2 separate regions of the Arabidopsis thaliana genome follow, and region 1 is linked to region 2. Evidence: chromatin contacts called from public ChIA-PET data. All regions are on one chromosome and are shown on one strand. Each heading gives the region's core, a stretch centred on a gene start, on an enhancer-like site or on the middle of the called end of the contact. The rest is flanking DNA. Distances are from core to core; before and after follow the strand shown. Region 1 holds the start of AT2G19270 (mitotic checkpoint protein PRCC-carboxy-term protein). Region 2 holds the start of AT2G19180.

The links. ChIA-PET counts read pairs in DNA pulled down with a chosen protein or histone mark.
Region 1: a contact with region 2 is called in an H3K4me3 ChIA-PET map of shoot, with 14 read pairs. The contact joins the promoter of AT2G19270 here to the promoter of AT2G19180 in region 2. A contact is called at or near these places in 3 of 26 Hi-C or Micro-C datasets (root, shoot and vegetative nucleus) and 1 of 2 datasets of contacts at active chromatin or transcription factors (shoot).

The regions. Positions count from the first base shown.
Region 1 is chr2:8,356,388-8,363,305 of TAIR10.1, forward strand. AT2G19270 (mitotic checkpoint protein PRCC-carboxy-term protein) reads right to left here and starts at 5,564. Exons shown (of 2, transcript NM_127484.4): 1 at 4,606-5,564; 2 at 3,763-4,126. The coding sequence starts at 5,520. The coding sequence ends at 3,962. AT2G19280 (Pentatricopeptide repeat (PPR) superfamily protein) reads left to right here and starts at 6,040. Exons shown (of 3, transcript NM_127485.4): 1 at 6,040-6,143; 2 at 6,261-6,918. The coding sequence starts at 6,285. It overlaps AT2G19260 (RING/FYVE/PHD zinc finger superfamily protein), which reads left to right. Exons shown (of 7, transcript NM_127483.3): 2 at 821-2,460; 3 at 2,608-2,662; 4 at 2,753-2,856; 5 at 3,009-3,099; 6 at 3,322-3,369; 7 at 3,464-3,825. The coding sequence starts at 944. The coding sequence ends at 3,544.
Region 2 is chr2:8,321,236-8,327,664 of TAIR10.1, forward strand. AT2G19180 reads left to right here and starts at 3,418. Exons shown (of 4, transcript NM_001335626.1): 1 at 3,418-3,912; 2 at 4,207-4,370; 3 at 4,463-4,871; 4 at 4,978-4,988. The coding sequence starts at 3,507. The coding sequence ends at 4,340. FRK1 (FLG22-induced receptor-like kinase 1) reads right to left here. Exons shown (of 13, transcript NM_127476.2): 8 at 6,239-6,399; 9 at 5,970-6,178; 10 at 5,761-5,887; 11 at 5,611-5,673; 12 at 5,323-5,512; 13 at 4,814-5,231. The coding sequence ends at 4,832.

The DNA.
Region 1 (6,918 bases), core at 4,314-6,813, 37 kb after region 2:
GATTTGGCTGTGCTTTGTGAGGTATATGAAGGTTTCTGCAATTACTGGAATTGGATTTTGGTGTTTAGTCTCCGATGGTTTGATTGTGTTCTAGGGTTTTCATAAGAACGGAAGTCTGTTTTGTTGTGAATTTCTCAGAAAGGTAAAATTTGTTCAGAGATTGTTGAGATTAAGACTTGAATTTTAGCATAGGAAGAGAAATTTATGTCTAGCTTGAATCTAGGTTGAAGGGTGCATGGTGCTTTAAACGACTGAAAGATTAAGATTTCTCAGAGATTGAGACTTGAATTTTAGAATAGGAAGAGAAATTTGCTTACTTCACAAACGTTTTGTGCAACCTGGATTTAAGATGATATAGATATGTAGCTTGAATCTAGGTTGAAGGGCGCATGGGTTTCCAGATTCGAGTCACTTTAGATCCGAATTTTTGTAGTTTTCTAAACTTGGGTGCTGAATTTGGATCTGAATAGCATCCAAGAACATCCTGGATTACTAACTTACTGAGGATTAAAGGTTTTTCTGAATGGAAAGTTTGCATTTTATCACTAGTTAGGAATCCGATTTGTTTTTCTCAGTGAGACTTGGAGATGATGAGAACAGTATGTGTCCGCTTAATGCAGTACCACAAAATTATTCAATCACGAATCAGGAGAGCAACCTTTTGAGCGCCTGATAAGTTACTGGAGTTAGTTTAAAACAATGGGTGAAATTGATCCAAATTAGTGATCAGAAGATAACTTACTGTTTCTTCGTTATGGTACTCATGGACTTGGTTTTCTTGCATTTTGACTCTGTTCCATGTTTTGCTTTCGACATTTAGGTGATCAGAAGGATATGAGCATTACCATTCCAGAGGGACTACATGAAGAAGTCGACCAACAGATTCATTGGTACTTAGAGAAGTAATGTGCTTTCAGATACTTTTTTGGTTTCTCAGGAAAACATGTTGGTGGAAAGTTCGTTCAGCTCTTCTGTTGAAACTAGTCTACTGAACGTATCCGAGTATCAAGACCCATTTGCTGCATATGATTGGACGTCTCTTGCTGAATCTTATCAGATGATCCACAAAGTTCCCGAACAGTCTCAAGTAAGCTTTCTTAAAAATGTTCCAGTCACTGATACTATGAATCTTGATGAATCAAAACATCCAAAACATCAAGAAAGTTGTTCAGAGAAATCTGTTATGCATAAGGTATCGGGAAAGGCTCTGACTTCTCTTGTGTATCGTCGAAGGAAGAGGACCTTAATACCTGGGGGAACTGAGGAACATAACCTAGGAAAAATCAGGAAACAGGATGATTCTCTTGATGACTCTATTGTCTCTTTATATAACCCTGAAGAAAGCACAAAAAGGAAAAATCGCTTCAACAACTGTCTTGTCTATAGCCGGAAAAAAAGGAGAGGGGAATCCAGTTGTACTTTTACTGGAGAAACTACGATAAGGGGTGATGGGCTTGATGATGCTTTTGTTTCTGAGCATGACTGTGGAGAAACCAGGAGAAGAGGCAATCGATCAGATGATTGCCTTGTGTATAGCAGGAAGAAAGGTAGAGTGAAATTTAATAGTTGTAGTTTTAGCAAACATGTCACTGGACGAACCAAGATAAGCTATGATCAAGCTGACTCTTCTGCATGTAGCCAAATGGGACAGATAGTTAAAGCTGATAGTTCTTTAACTAGACCTAAGCCTGGAGAAATCAAGAAAAGTGGTCATCAACTTGTTTACAGCCAAAGAAAGCAGTTAGTGAAATCTAATGGGAGCTTTACTGAAAGTCATGTTGGAAAAACCAAGAGAAATGGAGATAGATCTGAGGTCTTACTTACGTATAGCCGGAGGAAGAAGAGTGGGAAATCTATTGGTGTTCGGGTTAATGGCTTTCTAGTTTATACCCGGAAGAAGTTAAAATTCAGAGGACCTTTTGCTAGACGTGACCTAAGCGAAACCAAGAAAAATGGTGATCAACGTTCTACTGTCAGTTCTCGAGAACTTTTAGACGATACCCAAGTTACCGAAGTGACATGTTCTTCTGATGGAACAAATGACAGCTGCTCCTCATTGAAATCCAGTTCTGAAGTTAATTCAACTTCTAGTAAATCTCGGGAAGATGATTGCTATTCCTCTGATTCTGGGGTGTCTGAGACAGATACAGATGGTAGTAGCAGCCCTTTCAGGCAGTGTAAACATTGTGATAAGCCAGGAACTGTCGAAAAGATGCTAATTTGTGATGAATGTGAAGAAGCATATCATACACGCTGCTGCGGTGTTCAAATGAAAGACGTTGCAGAGATAGATGAGTGGCTCTGTCCATCCTGTTTGAAAAATCAGTCATCAAAGACCAAGACTAAGGGGAGAATTTCACATGAACGGAAATGGAGAGTTACAGTACCATTTGTAATAGGAATTAGAATAGGAAAAATGTTTCAAGCAGATGTTCCAGACTGGTCAGGTCCAACAATGAGGTATGCACTTTGATATTCAACAGTCCTTTGAACTATTGTAATATCAAAGATTTCGGTCAACTGGCAAATAAGTGTTGTTCCTTTCACTAAAATGAATGGCTTTGTTTTATTTGGTTGACATACAAAAGCTTTTTGATCTCAATGCAGTGATACTTCTTTTGTGGGTGAACCATTGGAAATTGGCCAGTCAGAATACATGCATGTAAGCTCTCAGTATAGTGGATAAGCATAAGTTTATGTTGCCATAGAATTAGCTGGATTTCAGATAGCTGCCATCCTTCTCTCTTTGCAGGATCTCAAGAAGGCCAAGAATAGTAAGAAACAATGTTCTGCAGTGAATTGGCTTCAATGCAGAGAAGAAGATACTAATGGAGTTATCTGCGGAAAGTGGCGTAGGTAAGTTAAACAATTTTGCAAGTTCCATTATTTGGTTCATGCTCTCGTCTTGAATGTAACTTACTTTCTATCGCCTTTTCATCAGACTTCTTACCAATTACCAATACCTTCTTCCTTGTCTAAATATGCTTAATTTGACTGGATATACACAGGGCCCCTCGTTCAGAGGTACAAACCAAAGACTGGGAATGCTTCTGCTGCTTCTCTTGGGATCCATCACGTGCTGACTGTGCCGTCCCTCAGGTCAGAAACTCTCTTTACAACTATCTTATTTCCCCCAAAGAAAAATCCTTCCGAGGATGAAAAGTTAGCAGCCGTGAGAGGATGAAAAGCATTGAAAATTATTGAACCGTCTTGCTTCATCTTTCTCCATGAACATGTCATCTGTATTCTTGAACAGATATCTTAATACTCCTAAAAGAGCCATCGAAGTTTATACAATGCATCTTGTGTTCATTTCTGCAGGAACTGGAGACAAGTGAGATCCTTAAACAACTCAAGTACATCAAGATGGTTCGTTATTTTTCTCATTACTTGTTTGATCTTTCCCGACCATATTCCTTTCTGATCAAGGATCTAAAACTGAAACGGTCGGTTTCCTCTGCAGCTTAGACCTCGATCAGACGCCAAAAAGCGAAAACTAGGACCAAAGGGTCGAAGCAGATCACATATCAAAGGAAAATCTTGATGGACACAATCAAAATGCATATGCTTTTGGATTAGAGAGACCTTAGAAACTAGAAAGGTAACATCAGAAATTTTTTGTGAAGCGCCAATGCTTTTTGTACTACTTGAGGATATCAAGTTGCTTTCTAAGTGACTAATTAGGTTCAGATCTTTTGTTAGCTCCCAAAACAGGAGTAGTGAATAGAACGTTTGTGTTAAGGGACAGGTTCTGGGTTAAATGTGAGATTCATCTTGAATGCAACAAAATCTATAATCAGCTTCCGGGTCAAAGCATTCTGCTGAGATTAGATTCATTCACGGAAATGAGTATTACATTCAAAGCTTGGATCTTGGAAAATAGTAAAAGAAAAAAATTACACTCTGAGTTACAGAAAATCTGTTGCAAATTTCACAAATTGAGAAAAACAATAGCGGCAAATCACCATCCGTATTTAGCTTGTGTCTCGGCTTTCGTGAGCAATCCTCTAGAACGTCTCTCTGTCAACTCCGACTCCTTGTGCTTCATGTCCATGAACAACGCAGTGATTTGATGCTTCCTCTTGTGAAGCTTTGACACTTTCCCTTTAGATGAAGATGTTACCGGCTGCAAGACAAATTTGAACAAAGACATCATTTAAAAAGCAATACAAAGCAGTCAAGTATATTTTCAGTGAAGAACACATAATAAAATTGGTATGATAATCAAAGTATCTCTTTTCCTATAAATCCACAAAGAAGTTTATCAGCAAAACAGAAAGAACTTGACAACAGAAGCCCCAAACAAGAGATAATCTTCAACTCATATTCAACTCATATGCTCTCTAATGAAAATCTCCTACCAGCAAAGGGTTTAGATATACAGAACCAGAGAATGAGAATAATAAGAGACATTAGAGACAAGACAACACCCAAGTTATTGCAAATAAATTTCGCAAGAAAAAACTTGACAATGGCAGCCACAAACAGGAGACAAATTCACAACGCTCTATACTCTATAGTGTTACCAGTTCAGGCTTTTCTAAAGACAATTCCTAAGTTCTTGCAGCCAAAAACGAGTAAGAAGAGTTTAGAGAGTAAACAAACCTGATACGCAGGTCCAAAGGCGATTCCAGTAGATTTAACCTGATCAACTCGTGGCCTATTCTTCATAAGCTCATCTTGCTTAACCTCAACAATCTCTGGCATCTGATTCCTCCCTCTCCTTCCTCTCCTCGCACCACTATCCATAGCTACAACCGCTTCAGGCAATCCCGTCATTGCCTCAAACCCACCACCATTCCAAGTATTACCTCCATAGCTACTACCATCATATCCCACACTACTACCACTAGGAATTGTTTCGTATCCACCATCATAACCAGTAGCATAATAGTTATCTACTCCAACGATTTGTTCCGTTTCGCTATTACTATGACTAAACGATTCATAGCTCTGGTTTTGTTGATCACTAATACCTGAATCCGTTTGAGGAAATGCAATTGAAGGTGTTTCTGTTTCGAGATTCGATCTTCGACCTGATCCTGATCCCAATGAAGGAAGAGCACCTAGTGTTTGTGAGCTTTTAGGTGCAGGCATGGCGGATAAGAACGATCTTACTGATGAATCGTGAGATGCGGAAGCAGATTCCATCTGTTTACGCTTCTTCCTAGCTTTCTCTTCTTCTTCGTCGTCTTCGTCGTCAAGATTGCTCGGTCTAGGGTTTACTGGAAGCCTGATCTGGACGACACGTTTCGGAATTGACGACGGATTGGGATTTTTTTTCCGTGAAATTGAGGATTTGGGAGGAGGGAGAGATGAGAGGAAAGAAGAAGATTTTCCTCGAGAGGAAGATGAGCCTAAATCACCATCTTCGGAGGATTTGAGTTCTTTAGGTTGAGGAATAGCTGAGAATAGAGACGAAGCGGAAGGTTCTGAGGATTTTACAGTGAAAGCTTCTCGACGTGGTTGAAGATCTTCTTCTTCGTCCGACGAAGCGTAGCTCGCTACCAGAGAGTCCATTGCAGAGAGAGAGAGAGAGAGAGAGAGAGAGAGGAAGACTTAGCCGTCGCCGAGATATGTCGGAGTATTTGTCTTATTTATATGGGCTTTTTCAGGAGAGATTTAAGACCCATTTAAAAGCCCATTTGGAAGTGATGTGAAAAAAAGGTTTTGCCAAATGGCCCAAATCCCATACTGTAATACATTATGGGTAAAAAATTTCGTTAAGGTATATAACGTATATAGCCTATAAGCATAATAACCCCATAAATACATTATGGGTAAAATCATATTTCTCTCTCTTTCCAATAAGAAATCTTATTGCAATTGGTTTCTAAAAAACCGGTTCGAATCCAGGGAGAAAGAAAACCGGAATCAAAATGATATTTCTCTCTCTTTTTATTGTGGTCAAACCGGAATCACAAATCATAAATAATAATCATAAGAAACGTGAATGGGCCTTAGATTCCGATTCAAGCCCATAAAAGAAGGCCCAGTTTTTGTTATTAGATTAGGACACCGGTTTGATTTCTGGAAGAGAAAAAACCGGAATTTCACATCGTCTCTACCAATCTCTCCATCTCTCTCTCTGCTCGCCGTCGCCGTTATTATTCCGGGCGATCAAAATTAAGACAAGCCATTTTGTAAGTTTTTGCAGCTACTTGAGTGATACAATGCTTGAGAGTAATGATAAATTTTATGATGTGGGTTTCTCTCAGAACCACAAAAATTGACAAAATTTGATTTTGTTTCTTCTTCAGATAACTTGTGACCAGTCCCTGTTTATGTGGGTTTCAATCTTTAACCTCAAGTCTTCTGGATTGAATCATTTTTGTACAAGAACCAAGGCTTTTCGATATTTCTGGTGTAGGACCTTTTCTCTTGCTTCGTTGTCTGAGAATAACTCAAGATTCCAGACTGATTCTAGTAGGCTACCTTACTCTGGATCACGGTACTATCATAGTTCAAGTAAGCATTTTGGTGAAGATTTTGTTTCGATTCTGAAGAATATTGATGTCCCAAGGGATTGTGTTGAGACTATTAGAAATGTGCTTGTGAAACACAATTGGATACAGAAATATGAGAGTGGGTTTAGTACTGAGCTTGATCAATACACTGTCATTAGAATTTTGGATGATTTGTTTGAGGAGACTTTGGATGCATCTATTGTTCTATACTTCTTTAGGTGGTCAGAGTTGTGGATTGGTGTTGAGCACTCGAGCAGGTCTATCAGCAGGATGATTCATATTTTGGTATCTGGAAATATGAATTATAGAGCTGTAGATATGCTTCTCTGTCTGGTGAAGAAATGTAGTGGAGAAGAAAGGTCTTTGTGTTTAGTTATGAAGGATCTTTTTGAAACTCGTATTGATCGTAGGGTTTTAGAGACTGTGTTTAGCATACTGATTGATTGTTGCA
Region 2 (6,429 bases), core at 2,168-4,667:
GGCAGTTTAAAGTTTACATCTGAAAGCACATGTGAATATTGTTCCCCCAAAAATGTCGTTTAGTCCAAACACATCATGTGTCCAGTCATTTTTTTTTCTTTGTTGAAATACTAATAACTTATTCTTCCTCTAACACCAACAAAGCAAATTCGTATATTCATTTCTTATTATATAGTTTCTTTTTCTTTGTTTAATTATTAAACTTCGTTTGGTTTGCTAAAAATAAATATAGTTTACTTCATTATTGTCGACGTAGCCACACCATGCATGAGACCGTTGCGGTATGATAGCGATGCCACAATCTCTCTTTTATCGTTCTTGTATTGAAATGAGAAATATTGTATAATATATAAAATGATGGGTTCTTTATATAACTGGGGGACTTTTAAACTGAATACAAACTATTCTATTGGATCTGTAAAATAGTAGGGTATTCTTGTCGTTTGTGTGAATTATGATGTTTTGGAGTGAAGAGATCATTTTCCCACCAAATTAATGATGGTAGCTTAGCCAGGATAATTTCTTATCATGAACACATGCGTATAGTAAGATTTTTATGCTAATGGTTAAACTTATTGAACAGATCAAAATAATATAATTTTTCTTACAGAGATAGTAGAATTATATATGTTTTCATAAAAGTCATAAAATATATGATTTTTGGAGTAATATATCATTTATTTTATCAAAGAATTGAAAGGTAGCTAATTGTTAAACCTACAAAATTACAGCATTAGTAAACGTTACGAATTGTTATGTGGATCTAAGTAAGAGATATCACTAAAAAAAAAAAGTGAGAGATTAGTAGATTTTTTTATTTTAGCCAATACAAAATTCACATAATGATTACAAAATTTTATAGTTTTTCTTGATTGTGGGTTTAGAGTTTTCAGTATGATTGTAGAACATGATTCTTGAACAAATAGAACTCTGCATTGCTTATATAATAAGTCTATTTATGAAACAAATCCTAAGATAAGCTCAGAAGAGAGTATCCGAAACCTCTAAAAGAAAACCTTGTTCTAATCATTTAATTTTTTTACTGCAGTAACCAATTTCATAATGATTAAATAAAATTGCATTGTAAGATTCGAACTAGGGTCTTTCAACTAATTTTGACAAATTCTTCAACACAACCACATGCATGAATTGGTTTTGATTAAATGCATCCTTCGATCTTTGGATAAATGGTTTTTGGAATGTAATCTTCCCATTTACGTTTTTTTTGTCCCCCTTTAGAATATGGGAACTCTAGTTGATCTCAGTGAAGGGGACTTTGAATACCTTTCGGTTAGAAAAAGACAATTCTGCTATGGGCCAAATTGTCTCAATTTACTTTTCGTGACTCTTTAGTTTACATCGATTTCATATTATTAATTAAGTAGTGTAGTTAGGAAATAATCTCAAAATGTCAGCTTTTATTTTTCCCACAAATTTCATGTAATATAAGTGCAACTATGAACAATACATGTACTTTTAATTAAAAACCGTAAATAATCTCATGAAATTATGAGAAGTTACTATATCAAAAAAATTATGGTATTTATCTAATACATAAAACTATAATATGAGGCTTACATAAAAGAAAAATCTACGATATTTTTATGAATACATATGGAGAAATTGAATACAATATCGTAGAACATATTATAAACCACAACACATCTCATATATATATTATCAGAAGTTCTCCATATGTAGAGATAAAAATATGTACATAAAAGTCTCACAACTTGCATATTCGAAAAATACTAAGATGAAATCATGTGAAAAAGGCATTTTCCCTTGAGCTTGAAGAAATCGGAAAGAGGATGCATAATTCTCAAATGTGATTTCTAAGTAACGTGTTTTCACTTTTGAAAAGTTCCTCTATACCTCTTAGGAAAATACAAAATTTGCACGTTTTCTATAATAACTCAATCCAATGTATCAATAAGGGCCATACCATAAATCTGTAAGTGTAAATATCTATGCCTTTATGTTTTATATATAATAGTCCGATCCTCTCAACTTTAAAGACTTGTTGCTTTTATATAGGTGTCACTGGTGTTGAGACAATCAACCGCTAATTAGACCACTCGGGGATTTTCCTATATGATTTTTTTCTCTCTGTAATTTTACAAAAAATATTCAATTCAAACAAAGTAATAATACCATATTTGTTTCCTTTTTGCAAAAGATTTTTCATATTTTTGTAATTAGAATTTTCTGAGTTTACATGATACATAATTACACATAAAACGGATATAAACCCTACAATGATGAGTTTTCTAAGAAAACGAAAATAAAAATAAAAAGACAAATACCCAATTCCACAAAAGACTTTGGTTTGCAAAATTAGGTCTAAACGGCGACGACCCTACCGACGGCTGAGCGATTTTCCGACACTTAATATTTGTCTTATACACACAAAATTAGGTCAATAATCATATATGTTTCGATTATTGATTTATATCTTAGAGCTTTAGAACGGTTGCCTTCATGGCTTCATATAAGTGGGCATTTAAGCACATATCGTAAAGTTCGGAGCCAATGTCTATACGTCGTCTTCGGGTAAATAACTCTCCTTTATAAACATTTTATTTTTTTTCAACCGAAGAATTAAAATAAAATTTTAGTTTCAACTTTCCTTTCAAATGGAATTAGGATTCACCTCTAGATCAACCCCACTTAGTAATGGTAACGGTGGGGCATTTTAGCTTAACCATATCCATATCTCTGTCATAGCATATGATATGACTTGCAACTATAAACTCCAAATTCACGTGCATAATATAAACGACACTTTATGACATGTGGACTCACAATCTCCATATTCACGTGCATTTACGTACACACATGACATGAGCATAGTTCCATATACATTTGGAAAATAAGACAGCAAATATTATTGGGTCAGCGAATCCTGCAATTTGCATCTACCAAGAATACTATTCATCACTTATACTTTAGGGCCACCGGATTAGATCAATCGGTGCCCATTTCAAGCCCAATCCACTCGTCTTTTGTTAGATTTTTTTTCCTTTTTTATATATATATATATTTGGGTTTGCTCAAACATTAATAATTGATTGAAGTTAATTTTAAAATTTAGAAATTGGACTTGCTGTTTTATTTAGAAAATCCACAACTGAATGAGTTCTAACATGTACAAGATTCACCAAAACTTTGTCTTATCCTGTCAAATGGTTAGTCTTGCGGATATGATGCTAATTTCATGTTTTAAGTTATTTCAATTTTTCAAATATACTTTTTTCTTATCAATAAATTTACCATCAAAAAAGAAATAAATTTACCATCAAAAAAGAAAAAAAATTGACCAAAGAAAAAAAAAAATTGACCAAGAAAAAAAGGTTATTTGTTTTTCTATTAATTTTCTATAATTGGATCGGATCTCAGGGATTCGGATCCCAATTTGTACCCGTTTCAGTTTCACGAACTCTGTCATCGTTTATAAATGTAAAAAAAATCTCAAACTTTCTCTTTCTTGACTCTCTCTCCTAAAAATGTCTCGATTGCTCTCAAAAACCCTAATTCCCAACGGAAGATTCCTCCTCCGTCGTTTCAACGAGCCGGCGATTACGACACCACCAAACGTCGTCTGTTTCAGCCGCCGCTTTTCATCCATCCCACAAGTCATCGAGCTTGAAATCGATTCTAAAAACGAAGCGGAAGCAGCAATTCTCAAAAAGCTAAACGAATTCGTACGAAGGATCATCGTTCATAATTCGACTCCAGATTGGCTTCCTTTTGCACCTGGCTCTTCCTTTTGGGTACCTCCTCATCAGATTACGGCTACAAAGATCGCCAATTTGGTCGATAAGGTGACTAATCCGTTGACGGAGGAAGAGTCTCTTTCGCTTTCGTCTCCTTATGGTTGGCCTTGTTCCTCTTTCTTCATTCCTCCTCCAGGTAATTGCTCTGATGGGTCTTACTTGTTTTTTGGTTCTGCTTGTTAAAAAAGATTCCTTTTGAGATTTTCCTCAATGTTAAACCCAATTCATGAGACAAAGTTGAGATTTTGTTGGGTTACTTAGGGAAGAGAATATTTGAACATTATTATCTACATGAACATTTAGAGCAATACTAGAGCTGATTTGTTTTGATGTTTGTGTCTCGTTTTCGAAAGATATGGTTGAGTCGTTGTTAGGGTTATTTGCTGATATCTGTGGTGATATGTTTGTGTATGTCTATGAAAATGTTAAGATGGTTCCTCATCTACACAAGAGGAAGAAGCTAGCGTGGAGTTGAAAATCCCGGGGAATGAGATGTTGGAAGTGAAGCTAGCACATTATCCAGATCCTATTTACTCTTTTAAACCTGAAGATGGTGAAGAGTGATTCGATACCTTTTCCAGCACGAGAGAGCAGGTAATGACAATGTAAAGAAATTTTTTTACAAGTTGATTATAGATTTGAAGTAGCAATGAAATGTGTTCCTGACAAATACCTTGGATGTACAGGACAGGATTGGAAAAAACAGATGACGATCGAAACTCAAGCAGTTTGTACATACAGTTGAAAACCATGGGAGTTATATGATCTTTGGGTGACTTTATACACCTTGTTTACTATGTTTTATAATTGACTTAATATAATTAGCTTGGGGGCTTCTTCCACTTGCCAGAGTTTATGGTGATGCTCGGGTAACTTGACAATTTCATTTATAATGACAATTCTTCCCTTTGACACTTGACCTAAGTGCATATAAATAATGTCTTGGCATACATATTATTCAGCAACCATTTGCAAGTAAGATTAATGTATTTATTGAGACACAAAAGCAAATTGAATACAAATTTATTCTTCTTTTTCTACTCTGAAGAAATTCACTACCTTGCTCGAGGAACCATCTCGGTGTCTAGATTCACTGTAAGCATTTTCGTCGAGTCATCGTAGTTTTCCTGATCAGTCACTATGCCATAAACAATCTGTTTCAGCTCCATAACGACCTGACTCATCGTTGGCCTCTGCGCAGAAGTGTGCTCGGTACAAGCAAGAGCGATCTCTGACATTTTCCAAGCCGAGCCAACGTCATATCTCTCTCTTAGACGCTGATCCACGATTCCTCTAATGTCTCCGTTGGCTAATATTGACCTGACATGATCACTTATATGCACCTTCTCTGTTTTTGAGCTTGCAATAGCAGGTTGGCCTGTAATCACTTCAAGAAGAACAACCCCAAGACTATAAACATCACTCTTTTCGTTCATTTGGCGAGTCGAATAGTACCTGTAGTTTCAATAATATGTGTCACCCTAGATGAAACATTTGTATTCTTTAGTTTGGAGAAATAGTAATTAAGAAGGTTTTTATTACTTACTCGGGGTCAAGGTAACCGATGGATCCAGCGACAACTGTTGAAATCTGACCGCTTCCTTCAACAGAGAAGCTTCTAGATAACCCGAAGTCCGCCATCTTCGCTTGGAGCTTCTCGTTTAGTAAGATGTTTGTTGGCTTCACATCTCTGTGAACTATAGGAGGCTTACAACCATTGTGAAGATACTCTAGTCCTGAATTTGTTTTATAGACAAGAAAACACACACTTCATTGATTGATTTTCGCATGTTAGATTTAGTTAAATGTAATTTCAAGATGGGACTTCCCGAACCTTGCGCTGCATCTAATGATATCTTCAACCTCTCTTCCCAGCTCAAGATAAATGACCTTTTACCTTCACAAAATGAAACAAAACCAAAGTTCCTTTCTCAGTACATTATGAACATAAGATTAGTGAACAAAAGAAGAATCATTAATTAACCTGCCAAATAGTCTCCTAAGTTCTCATTAGCCATATACTCATAGATAAGCACCATGTGGTTTATTTCGTTGCAATATCCAACAAGAGAAGTCAGGTTCGTGTGATGAACTCTCATGAGAAGGTCAACCTGCGATTCTCAACTAGATTAGTTAGGTGAAAAAGTTTGAGATAAATTAAGATTAAGTCCTTGAAAGGTACGCAAAAAAAACCTCTGCTCGAAACTCTTTGTAGCCTTGAGCTGATTCTTCAGAGAGTACCTTGACAGCAACTTGTTCTCCATTTATGACACCATGGTATACTTTACCAAAACCTCCTTTGCCAATAACTCTCTCAAAGTTATTTGTGATATTCACAACTTCTGAGTACTTAAAGTATCGCTTTGCAGTTTTCAACGGCCCATTCCTCTCACCAAGTGTACCTATAAGAACCTCGTTTAGTTACTTTCTTTATTGGCAGAAATTTGTTTTTAGTATCATACCTCTTTGTTGTTTTTTCTTGAAACGCCGGAACAAAGCTAAAGCCGTCAAAAGAACGACGATGATTCCTACGACTACTAATGGAATGATGTATCCATTCTTGTTCTTCTTCTTTGTGTTTGAACAGGAATCAGAGAGACAAAGGTCCGGATTTCTACCAAATCTATAAAGTTACAATGTAGACATGTTAGGA